Linked DNA regions of Gossypium hirsutum: region 1 is linked to region 2. Evidence: chromatin contacts called from public Hi-C data. All regions are on one chromosome and are shown on one strand. The core of a region is the stretch at or near the end of the contact, and the rest is flanking DNA. Distances in the headings are between cores, read along the strand shown. Region 1 holds the start of LOC107928141 (secoisolariciresinol dehydrogenase). Region 2 has its middle 8.2 kb from the start of LOC107928142.

Region 1 (5,529 bases), core at 1,022-3,521, 240 kb before region 2:
ACTTTCATAGGGTTTTAGGGGTGTAAAGTGGTGGGTTTATGAAATCATGAATGAAATCATGCTGTGGAATGCTCTGATTTTGGGTCATTAGTGACTCATGGGTTTTCTGGAGGAGGGGGTTTTCGCTTTTCATACGAGGCCCCTTTGGCAGGCTTCTCTTTTTTTTTTTTGTGTGGTTAAAGCAGCAGGCCTCTCCTTTGAATCACACACAAACACATATATATATATACATTTGAATATCTTTTTCCTTTGTACTTTTCAACGTCAGTATTCTCTTTGTTGCTGCCACATTTTTTTTCTTTGACCCTATGTGCATCATGCATGATGTTTGTTGTTGAACACTTGAAATATTGAAAAGTTGAAAGTTTGATATTTTTTATTAGTCAAAATCGTTGCAATATAAGTATATATTTTAATTTATTAAATAATATATTTTTGCTTCATTCAAAGTAACCTTTCTCAAAATAATAAGTATGATTAAAACATGTCAATTATTTTAGGAATTTAAGTATTATATAATAAAAGACAAAATCATTATTACAATATTTATATAATACTGAAAGAATATATATTTCACGAATGTTCGTTTCACACGGTCAAGATGGTTTTATTTTAATAATATTCCATTGATAATACTATCAACTCAAGATGAGTGAAATGTTGCTTGTGACGAATTTTGTGATTGGTGTCACTCTTGTTGGTTCGAATGCCGGCATCGGTCGCGCTACAAAGAAAGTAAGATGGCAACCTAACTTGCTACCAGATATTGATGATCCAACGGTGGATGAGAATGGGAAGAAGTTACTGGAGGCTATTATGGCCAAGGTGTCCTACAAAAACACCCGGGTAGGATTTTCTACCACCTCTGATTCATCTCAGAAGGTGGAGGATTTTGAGCTCCAAAAGGGTGATGTGACGACGAAGATGGTTGATCGATTACATTCTTTAAAAAGGTTCATAAATATATTGAAAGGAAAATGACAAGGACAATCATTGTCAATCTTTTAGGACGAAAGATTGCTTTCAATGCTTTGTTGAACGAGGTCACAATGTTATGGAATTCCGAACATCTTTTTCAACTTATGGATTTGGAAAACGATTATTATCTTGCTAGTTTTAATGATGAAGAGGATCATAATAATGTTTTGACCAATGGCCCATGGGTGATTTTTGGACAGTACTTGATTGTTCGTCCATGGTCACCTACATTCTCGACTTCCCAGAATGAGGTTGACACTCAAGTTGTTTGGGTAAGGCTACCTGGACTACCAGAAGGCTATTATTCAAACTATATCTTGAGAGCTATTGGTCAAGCAATTGGACCAGTGTTAAAGATTGATGAAAATACATATAGTGCTAAAAGGGGACGATTTGCTCGAATGACTATTTGTGTTGATCTTAGGAAACCTCCGTTATCAAAAGTTAGAATTGATGGGCGAGTGTAATGAATTGAGTATAAATCTCTACCCCAATGTTTGCTTTCGATGTGGTCTTTATGGGCATAGCTTTGATTCGTTTCCAAAGAATCGACCCTCACCGCCAATGAACGATATTGCTCATAGTTCATTGATTTTGGAGATTCACGATCTCCAGCGGAGGGTGGAAGATCAGAACTATGGGCTTTGGATGCTAGTTAAACGCTGACAATGACGGAAAGGGCGAAGAATGGGGGAAAAGGTGAACAATATTCAACACGATAATGGTGGAGGATCTCGTTTTAATGTTCTCAACGAGAATTAATGAGGGATTGAAATGGAAGAAGTTGCTTATAATAAGGAGAAACCTACAAAGCAAAGAGGGATTGAAAATGATAAGCATTCCAAAATTGTTAACTTCCCAAAAAAGAAAGGAAATGAATATTTGTCTCTAGTGGGCTTAAAACGAGCCTTAGGGTTTTAAAGCCTATAAATTTCTCTAATGGGTCTTTCTTTGAATGTGGACCAAAATATTTTGATAATGGATAAAGAATGGGCGAAAAGAAAAGAGAGTGTCTGATGGAGATAACCTTTTTAGCATTCAACATGTTCAGGTCAAAGGCTCGTTGGATAAACAATCAATGATTATCACGGCAAAGAAAAACAAAACACTGATTAAACTGTTACCTAAACCTTCGGCACAATCATCGTGTCAAAACAACAACACGCAATGCAATTGACCCACTTTTACATAATATAGATTATTCAAACATCTCCGACAAAAGAATAAGATTATTCAAAGGCTGCGTAGCCTTGTTGACAATATCACATGCGAGGAAGTGGATAAGCGTTGAATAAATCAACTTTTATAGTAATCCAACTTGCCTTTGTTTATTATATCTATCTTCAATAAAAACCAGAGTGGAATTTAAGCTTCATTAGCAAGCACTTAATAAACTCTTCATTTAGCAAAAATGAGTACCAGTTCTTCGGCTGTTTCAACCCAAAAAAGGTAACCAAAAAAACCCAGATTTGTTCATATGTATATATACATTTTTCATCAATTAACCCTTTATTTCCATTACAGGCTTGAAGGGAAGGTTGCATTGATAACTGGAGGTGCCGGTGGCATAGGTGAGGCTACAGCAAGGTTATTTGTTCAACATGGTGCTAAGGTTGTCATTGCAGACATTCAAGATGATTTAGGACAAGCTATTTCTCAAGAACTTGGAGAAGAAAACATCTCATATGTTCATTGCGATGTTACATTAGACTCTGATGTCGGAAACGCCGTTGATTTCGCCGTTTCGAAGCATGGGAAGCTTGATATAATGTTCAACAACGCCGGTATATCCAGTCCCGATAAGAACATAGTTACTTCAAACGATGAGAGATTCAAAAGGGTTCTTGATATCAATATCTTTGGAGGGTATTTGGGTTCTAAACATGCTGCTAGGGTGATGATACCGGCGAAGAAAGGGTGCATTCTGTTTACAACAAGCGTATGGTCAGTGATCGGTAGTGCCGGTGTTGGGCATGCGTATGTGACATCGAAGCACGCGTTGGTGGGGTTGGCTAAGAATCTAGGGGTGGAGTTGGGGCAATATGGGATAAGAGTAAACTGTATTTCGCCGCACGGTGTGGCGACTCCGATGGTAACGAGACCGTTCGGTAACATGGAGAAGGAGAAAGTGGAGGAACTGATAGCCATGGGGTCGAACTTGAAAGGGGTGGTGCTGGAACCAGAAGATGTGGCTCAAGCGGCTTTGTATTTGGCAAGTGATGATGCTAAGTACGTAAGTGGACTCAATATGATCATCGATGGAGGCTATAGTACCACCAATCCTTCCCTGTCCAATGTTATCAGGAGCCTGTCATCCGAAGGTTGATTGATTCTTTGTTTTCCTTTTTTGAATCATTAAATTGGCATTTTTCTTTTTAATTATTTCATGTTTTCATATGATTTCTTAACTTATTGTAATTCACTTGTGGTAGATTAATGTAAACATCATAATTATCTTCCTTATATCCTTAATGTACAAGCCCATTTTTGCCCGGCCCAGAACCAAAAATGAGCCCAACTACCCGAAGCCCAAATTAAAATGGCCCAGGACCCAATCACCAGCCAAGCTAGGGTTTCAGAAAACTGAAACCCTAGCTTACCTGCCCTCAGCGCCGCTGCCACCACCCACTGCCACCAACTCCATTGACACCTGCAAAAATGACAGAAAAGAAAGCATGAACACGCAACAGATAGTGCAAAACAGCAAAATACAACCCAAAATGCATTGTAAAATGGCTATAAAAGCCAAACACTATCTCTGTAAATTTTTTGGAGACCGAATCAATAACAAAAAGATCAAAAAGCAAAAGAAAAAGGTTGATCTCAGTCTATTTTCTTCTATGTTCTTGCGTTTTTCTTATTTATTTTCTTCTATTTTTTTATTTTTTATTTTTTTTGTTTATTTTCTACAACTTTTTTAAACGAAAAAAAGGAAAGGAGGGATACCTGTTTGTTTTGAAGGCCGGCGTCGGAGCCCGTCTTCGTCGTCGCCGGAGTCGAATGAGGGGAGGGGCTTCTTTTTTTTCTCTCAGTCCCATGGTTGAGAAGGTCAAGCCTTCAGGACGCCATGAAGGGAGCGCCGAGAGGCTCGTTACATGCGACTCCGGCCACCCGTCGTGGAGGTGGCGCGGCGGAGGCCGAAAATGAAGCTGGAAATCGTGAGGGAGAGAGAGAGCCAGGGGGAGATTCAAACTTTTTTTTAAAAGAAAACAGCACAAAAATGAAATTAAAAAAAAACTTTGATTTTAATAACAATTTTGAAACGGCGCCGTTTAGCCCAATGACCCGCGCGCGACCCGACCCGTTCCAGGGGAGCCGCGCGTCTTCACGAAATGGGTTATTTTTGCGCGGGGTCCCCCCGCTTTTACAATGCGTTACAATTAGCCCCCTGTTCTTTTTTTCCTTTTATTTTAAATTTGCCATACAATTTTATGGTTGTTTCATTTTAGTCCCACGTGGAATAATGCGCATATGATTAGGGATAATTGCCCAATGGTCCCCCTTCCTCTGCGAGCATCACAAATTGATCTGTGGCATTATTTTATTTTTGATTTCTCCCTTGGGATGTTGTTTTGTTTTTGATTTAGTCCTGTTTTTATTTTTTACTTTTATTAAATTATTTAGTATTATTATTATTATTGCATTTCATTTATCCAATTATACCATTTTCTAGATTTTATTATATACATATACATACATTTTTAACATGCATACACACATAATTTTTCAAATTTATATATGCCCACCTATATATATTATTTATACTTTATACTTTATATATGTGTACACATTTTCATTATTTTTATAAATACATACATATATTTATATACTTTTCATATATTTTCATAAAATTTACGTGAATACCCACATATTTTAAACATATACATACTTATTTTTTAAGCCTTATGATTTATATATATATAGATATATATTCATTTTTATATACACACATATATTCACTCACTTTATAATTTATAATTTAAATATATTTATATACATACATAAATGTTTTATCTCCTACTATTTCTATTATTATTTCTTGTACAATTCGGTATTTATTTAGTCATGTGTTTGTTATTATTTTTAAGAAATGCTTTAATTTTATTTATTCATTATTTCATATACTTGTTTTTTTATATCTATTTTATCTCTCTTTGATGATTGCTTATATTAGTTGAGCTTGTATTATTATCATTATTTTGTTATACATGTTAATATTGCATTTATTTCTACCATTTTATATTAAGTTAATTTTATTTAATATGGTTTTAAAATAAACAAAATTTTGTATTCTGAAATTCGAGAAGATCGTGCCCTAATTTATTGGGTTTCGATTTTCATAATAAATTTAAATACATGAATTTTTTCAAACTTAAGTTTTAAATGATCTCGAAAATAAAAAAGATCTTGTTCTAACTTACTGGTCGTGATTCCTTTTTAAATCCGAGATAGTTAAATATCTTTTAAATAAGCAAATTTTGGCATTCATTCGCGTATCGGAAATTCGAGGCATTGTGTCCTAAATTATTGGATATGATTCTCTTTCTCGAT
Region 2 (5,605 bases), core at 898-3,397:
GAAAAAAACAAGTATGTTTGTAGAAAACATTGAACACCTTTGTTTTGGTTTTATGATCATTTGGGACCATTTGTTGATTAACAAACTCAACCCTCCACTGTCACCAACAAAATCTATAATGGTTCCCTTTATTTATTTATTTAATTTCCTTCAAACAAGTTTTTTTTTTTTAACTTTAATATTTGCAAGGTATTTGTAAGTTTTAAATTTTAGCTACTATATTTTAAATTTTTATTTTGAGATATTGTATTTTTGTAATTTTTTTTATTTAAACATTTTTATATTTTTGTCTCATATTACAATTATAAAAAATCAAATAAATTTTTAACCCTCAATGTTTACTATTATTGTTAATTTGTTTTTTTTTTACTTTTTAAAGGTGCATAAAAAAAATTTAAAAATTTTTATATTTTCAATAACAAAGTCCTTTAAAAGTATAATATTTTTAAAAATTCATTTAATAATTCAAAATTTTATAAAAATATAACTAATTTCAAAAAGTACAAAAAAAAGAAGTTGTTTACTTCTTTTATAGTAATAAGGTAAATTTGAGCTATTTGTTTAGTCATAATTAAATCGAATTTCAATATAATTTTCTAATTAAATTATTTTAAAAAATTTGTTCAATTTCGATTTTGAAAGGTACTGAATGAATAGCTCAGACTTTGGAGAGATCGTATTTCTAGAGTTGTCTATGACCAGGCTGACTTGGTCAAAGAGTTATTGTCCACGAGCTAGCCCAACTCTAATTTAAATAAAGTTTTTTCAATTTTTAAAATATAATTATAAAAATATATTGAATATTTGAGCTTCTTAAAAGCAATACTAAACATATTTTATGTTAATTTATATGAATGTCTTCTCTGGAAGTTGTAAGTGCCTCTGAATCTCGTTCGGCCGATGATCGAGAAACGATAAAATTTAGGTTTAAAAAATATAGTGGGGTTGAGGATGTTGAAATGCTAGAGGATTTGGACTCACCATCAAAGGGCTCGGATTCGCCAACAAAGGTCTCTTGGAAGTAGATGTTTATCGGAAAAGGGGAACAGAATCAAGATGAAAATCTTAAATCTCTTGGTAAGAATTGTGATGGAGATCTTGAATTTCTGGAAGGTGACATTAAAAAGTCTATGGTTAACGATATCCCGACTATTGAATTTTCGGAACGTATTCAACAAATCATATTCAAGGATATGGAGACTACGATAGTGCTGAAATTACTGGGTCAGAATATTGATTTCGCAACCTTATTCAATAGAATCAGTAGTCTATGGCGTCCAACGAAACCGTTCCATCTAATGGATATAGAGAATGACTATTTTTTGGCTAAACTTCAATGCATAGAGGATTATAACAAAGCTCTTTCGCAAGGGCCTTGGATTATATATGGACAATATCTCATTGTTTAGCCATGGACAAAGTACTTCAGTCCCATGAAATCTTACCCAAGTATGGTTTTGGCGTGGATTAGGTTATTGGGTCTACTGTGATTCATGTATATAAGGAGAATTTCGGAAGAAGTTGGAGGCTTGGTGGGCAAGGTGGTCAAGTTTGACCTTAATACTGATAGCAAAACAAGAGGTTGTTTTGCTAAAATGGTTGTGTTCGTTGATCTCGATAAACCTCTTCTTTCTAGTTATGGTGAACAAAGAGATACAAAGGGTCGAGTATGAAGCCTTACCGACTATTTATTTTTCTTGTAAGAAATATGGTCATTTTAAGGATTAATGTACTTTATCGGTAGTAGAAAAAAGCACTGTGACTGAGGAAGTCAATAGAAAAACGGATGTGGTGGATTCGATGATTAGGGACAAGGGACAGACGTTCAAACTATGGATGGTGGTGAAATAGAAATCTCGGAAGGGCTAGAGGGATTTGCGAAACCAAAGGGGAGAAAATCAAGAAAATACTAGATTGGGGTCGAGATTTTTGGTCTTGAATAGGAAGGAAAATCTGGTCTTAAGGGAAGATAGGATTTCGAGGGGTTTTGCTAAGGAAACTAATAATAATGAGGGAATAGTGTCACGTTTATTGGACGAAAAAAGGTAGGTGAGACGATTTTGCCGGTGGACTATACCAAAGAATGGACTATTCCTTTTGTTAATAAAAATAGGGCTGGTGAGGCATCTGGGCTTATAAATGGATCTGTGGGTCATGTTTTAATGGAGGAAAGCTCGAATTTTAATGTTATTAATACAAGCCATAAGGATTCTTTAGTGGATCCAAAAATTCAAACTAAGAAAATTAAGACAACTAGGTTGAATTTAAAAGATGGTGACGATTTGGGCTTGCGGTCTATGGGGCAAGTTGCTAAGGAATTAGTTTTTGAGAAGTTTAAAAAGGGTGGTCCAAGAAAAGAGTCATCTAACCCACTTTCGATTGGGTCTAGTTCAAATAAAGGTCATTTTAACAAGTGTGATAAAATTCTTTTAGAGACGCGTGAGCAGTCTGCTGAAACTAATTTGAATGAGACCATTTTGGGGCTTAACAATCGAAGAGATCCGTCTTGATTTATTTCGATGAAGTATGCTAATCCATTAAATAATTCTGAATTGACTACTTTACACTTTAATCCCACTTTTGAAAAGTCAGAAGAGATTATGGTTCAATTAGATGGTAAGGTTCTAGATATAGGAAAACACACTGCAATCATTTTAAAAATAGAAATATAACCAATAAAAAAATCTGGGAAATGAGACGAAAGCAAGGTTTAATTACAAAAGTCGCGGATTGTTTTGAATTTGATGGAAGAAATTATAGCGGAAAAAAATTGAAGAAGACTATCCGTAGTCATGGAAATAGTTTTAAATCTGTTGGGAATGCTCGAGTTCAGCTGTCAGATTCTATGAATTCTTTGGTTGGCTTATTTAATGATCACATTGGAAAGGAAAATATTAAAGGTTCAGAAGTCTCAGAAGAAGTGCAGAAAATTGAGCATTTGGGCTCAAATTAGTAAGTTCGTCTTTTTTTAATTTTTATATATATTTATGAATTTGACGGTTTTTTCATGGAAATGTCAAGGGTGTGTCAGTGCAAAATTTCTTTGCAGTTTTCGTGAATATAGCAGAGAACACAAACCTGACATTGTTAGTTTGTTGGAAACAGTAGTAAGTGGTCTTAAAGCTAACAAGATTATTTCTAGCTTGGGTTTTCAGTTTTCTCATAGGGTGCAGGCTATTGGATTTTCTGGAGACATCTAAATAGGTTGGAAAGAACCACTTTCCATTAAGGTTCTATGTAATAATCCTCAATTTATTTGTGTTCGAGTTCTTAGTAGTGGTATTGTTATACCTATTCATATTGCCTTTGTGTATGGGAGTCTCGATAGATAGAAAAGAAGGAAAGTTTAGGAGGACCTTCTAGCTGTTATCCCGACAGATAATACTCATTGGATCACTATTGGTGATTTTAATACTTTACTTTATTCTAGTGAGAAAAAAGAAAGACGCTGATTTGGGAAAGGTTGCCCTATTTTTAATGATTTTCTTGAAGTGTCTAATTTACAAGATTTAAGTTTCAGGGTGCCCCTATTCACTTGGTATCAGGGTGGGTTATCTAAGAGACTTGATAGAGCTATTGGGAATGACAAGTGGGTGAGAATTTCCCGCATTGATCAGTCACTCATCTCCCAATAATCAAGTCAAATCACAGACCTCTACTTTTATCTCTCAGTCCAAGAGTTACATTGCCCAAAGGTCGTCCTTTCAAATTTCTTGCTGGATGGGTTGAACACTCTAATTTTTCGGAGTTTGTTAAAGAGAAGTGGTGCATGAAAGGTAACATCGTTGACTCCCTAAATAATTTTTTTGAGAATATTGAAATTTGAAATAAATCTATCTATGGTATTATGGGTCCGTAAGAGGTATTTGATGCAAAGGTTATCTAATATCCAAAAGGCCCTAGGTAGATCTGATTCTATAAACTTAAGTCTGGTGGAATCTAGAATTACGGGAGGAGCTAGAGTGTGCCTTTCACCATGAAGAGCTACTTTGGAAACAGAAAGGTAGATACGATTGGTTGCAGTTTGGAGATTAAAACACTAAACTTTTCCACTCCTGCACAATTCAGAGAAGAAATAGTAATAAAATTTTTGTTTTGAAGAATGATGAAGGGGAATGGATTTTTTAGGATGGGTGGCTCCAATCTGAAGCGATTAGGTTTTTCCAAAATTTATATGGTGAAGTTTTGTCTTGTACTAGAAGTTTATCGACTAGCTCTTTCCAAAAGCTTAGCTGTGATGATGAGGTTTTATTAAGGAGAGTTGTTTTTGATGAAGAGATTAAGGCGGCTTTGTTCAACATGGCTCCTTTAAAAGCACATGTAAGCAATAGTTTTCATGCTCTTTTCTTTCAAAGTCAATGGGAGTTGATTGGTGGAGCTATTTTTGATTGGGTCATGAAAATTTTTGATGGAGAAACAATTGATAGAGAGCTTAATAATTCATTACTTGTTCTTATCCCTAAGATTCAAACTCTTAAAGACTTTATGCAGTTCCATCCAATAATTTTGTGTTCTGTCCTCTATAAACTGGTCATGAAGATTATTGCTAACAGGTTTAAGGTGGTTTTTCCAAGAATCATAGGTCAAGAGTAGGTTGGTTTCATTGCTAGAATGAACATAACAGACAACATTATTGTGGCCCAAAAAGTTATCCATTCAATGAGAAGCAAGCATAAAAAGTGGATGGCTATTAATATTAACTTGGAAAAAGCCTATGACCGAGCGAGTTGGGACTTTATTGACGCTTCTCTTCAAGCGGCAAGCATTCCTGATTTCCTTAGGAAAGTCATTATGTCTGCTATCACGAGTTCTACCATGCAGATTCTATGGAATTGGGTTCCTACTCAAAAGTTTAGTCCAACTAGAGGTATCAGACAAGGGTGTCCTCTCTTCCTTATCTTTTTGTTCTTTGCATGGATTGGTTGGGGTAAAGCATCAGTTCTTCTATAAATTTAAACATTTGGTCTCTCATTTATTTGTCTAGGTATGGTCCTACTCTTTCTCATTTATTTTTTTGCTGACGATCTTATTATCTTTGTGAAAGCTGATGTTAATCGGGATAGGCTAATAAAGGAATTGTTGGATAACTTCTGTGGCTATTCTGGACATCGGGTGAATGCTCAAAAATAAACATTTTCTTATCCAAAGAAGTGAGTGATAATCCGGTGAGGCATCTTTGTGATACGATTGGTTTCCGTAGAGTTTAGAATCTTGGTTCGTATTTGGGTGTTCCTCTCTTTCATGATAGGGGTTACTATCAGTTCTCTAAAGTTTATGGTGAAAAAAGTCAAGTCGAGCCTACATAGATGGGATGCAAGGCAGTTATCTCTAGCTAGTAGAGTTACGATAGCTCAATTGGTTTTGCTCTCTATTCCTAGCTACTTTATGCAATCTTTAAGGATCCCACAAGGAATTTGTGATGAGATTGAGAGAATTGTCAGATAATTTATATGGGGATCGTCTGGAGGGAGTAAAAAAATGGCCCTTGTTAATTGGAGCTCAGTTTGTCAACATAAGGCTTACGGTGGGCTTGGGATTCGTCAGCAAAAAGATCAAAAATCCTCCTTTTTTTTTGAAGTTGGAATTTAATATTCTAACGAATCTA

Evidence for each region. A called contact is a pair of places that touch in the nucleus more often than the background predicts.
Region 1: a contact with region 2 is called in a Hi-C map of leaf, with 3 times the contacts expected there. The contact joins the promoter of LOC107928141 here to the enhancer-like site in region 2. A contact is called at or near these places in 14 of 34 Hi-C or Micro-C datasets (anther, callus, hypocotyl and 2 more).

What each region holds. Positions count from the first base shown.
Region 1 is chrD01:62,224,638-62,230,166 of Gossypium_hirsutum_v2.1, reverse strand. LOC107928141 (secoisolariciresinol dehydrogenase) reads left to right here and starts at 2,271. Exons shown (of 2, transcript XM_016859327.2): 1 at 2,271-2,427; 2 at 2,503-3,804. The coding sequence starts at 2,390. The coding sequence ends at 3,304.
Region 2 is chrD01:61,985,988-61,991,592 of Gossypium_hirsutum_v2.1, reverse strand. No RefSeq gene overlaps it. Among protein-coding and RNA genes, the nearest start is that of LOC107928142, 8.2 kb to the right of the region's middle. Within about 2 kb of position 2,147, at least 8 of the 9 cell types and tissues checked have an H3K27ac peak or open chromatin away from gene starts, as enhancers often do. A contact at or near this core is called in hypocotyl and leaf, where this site is marked.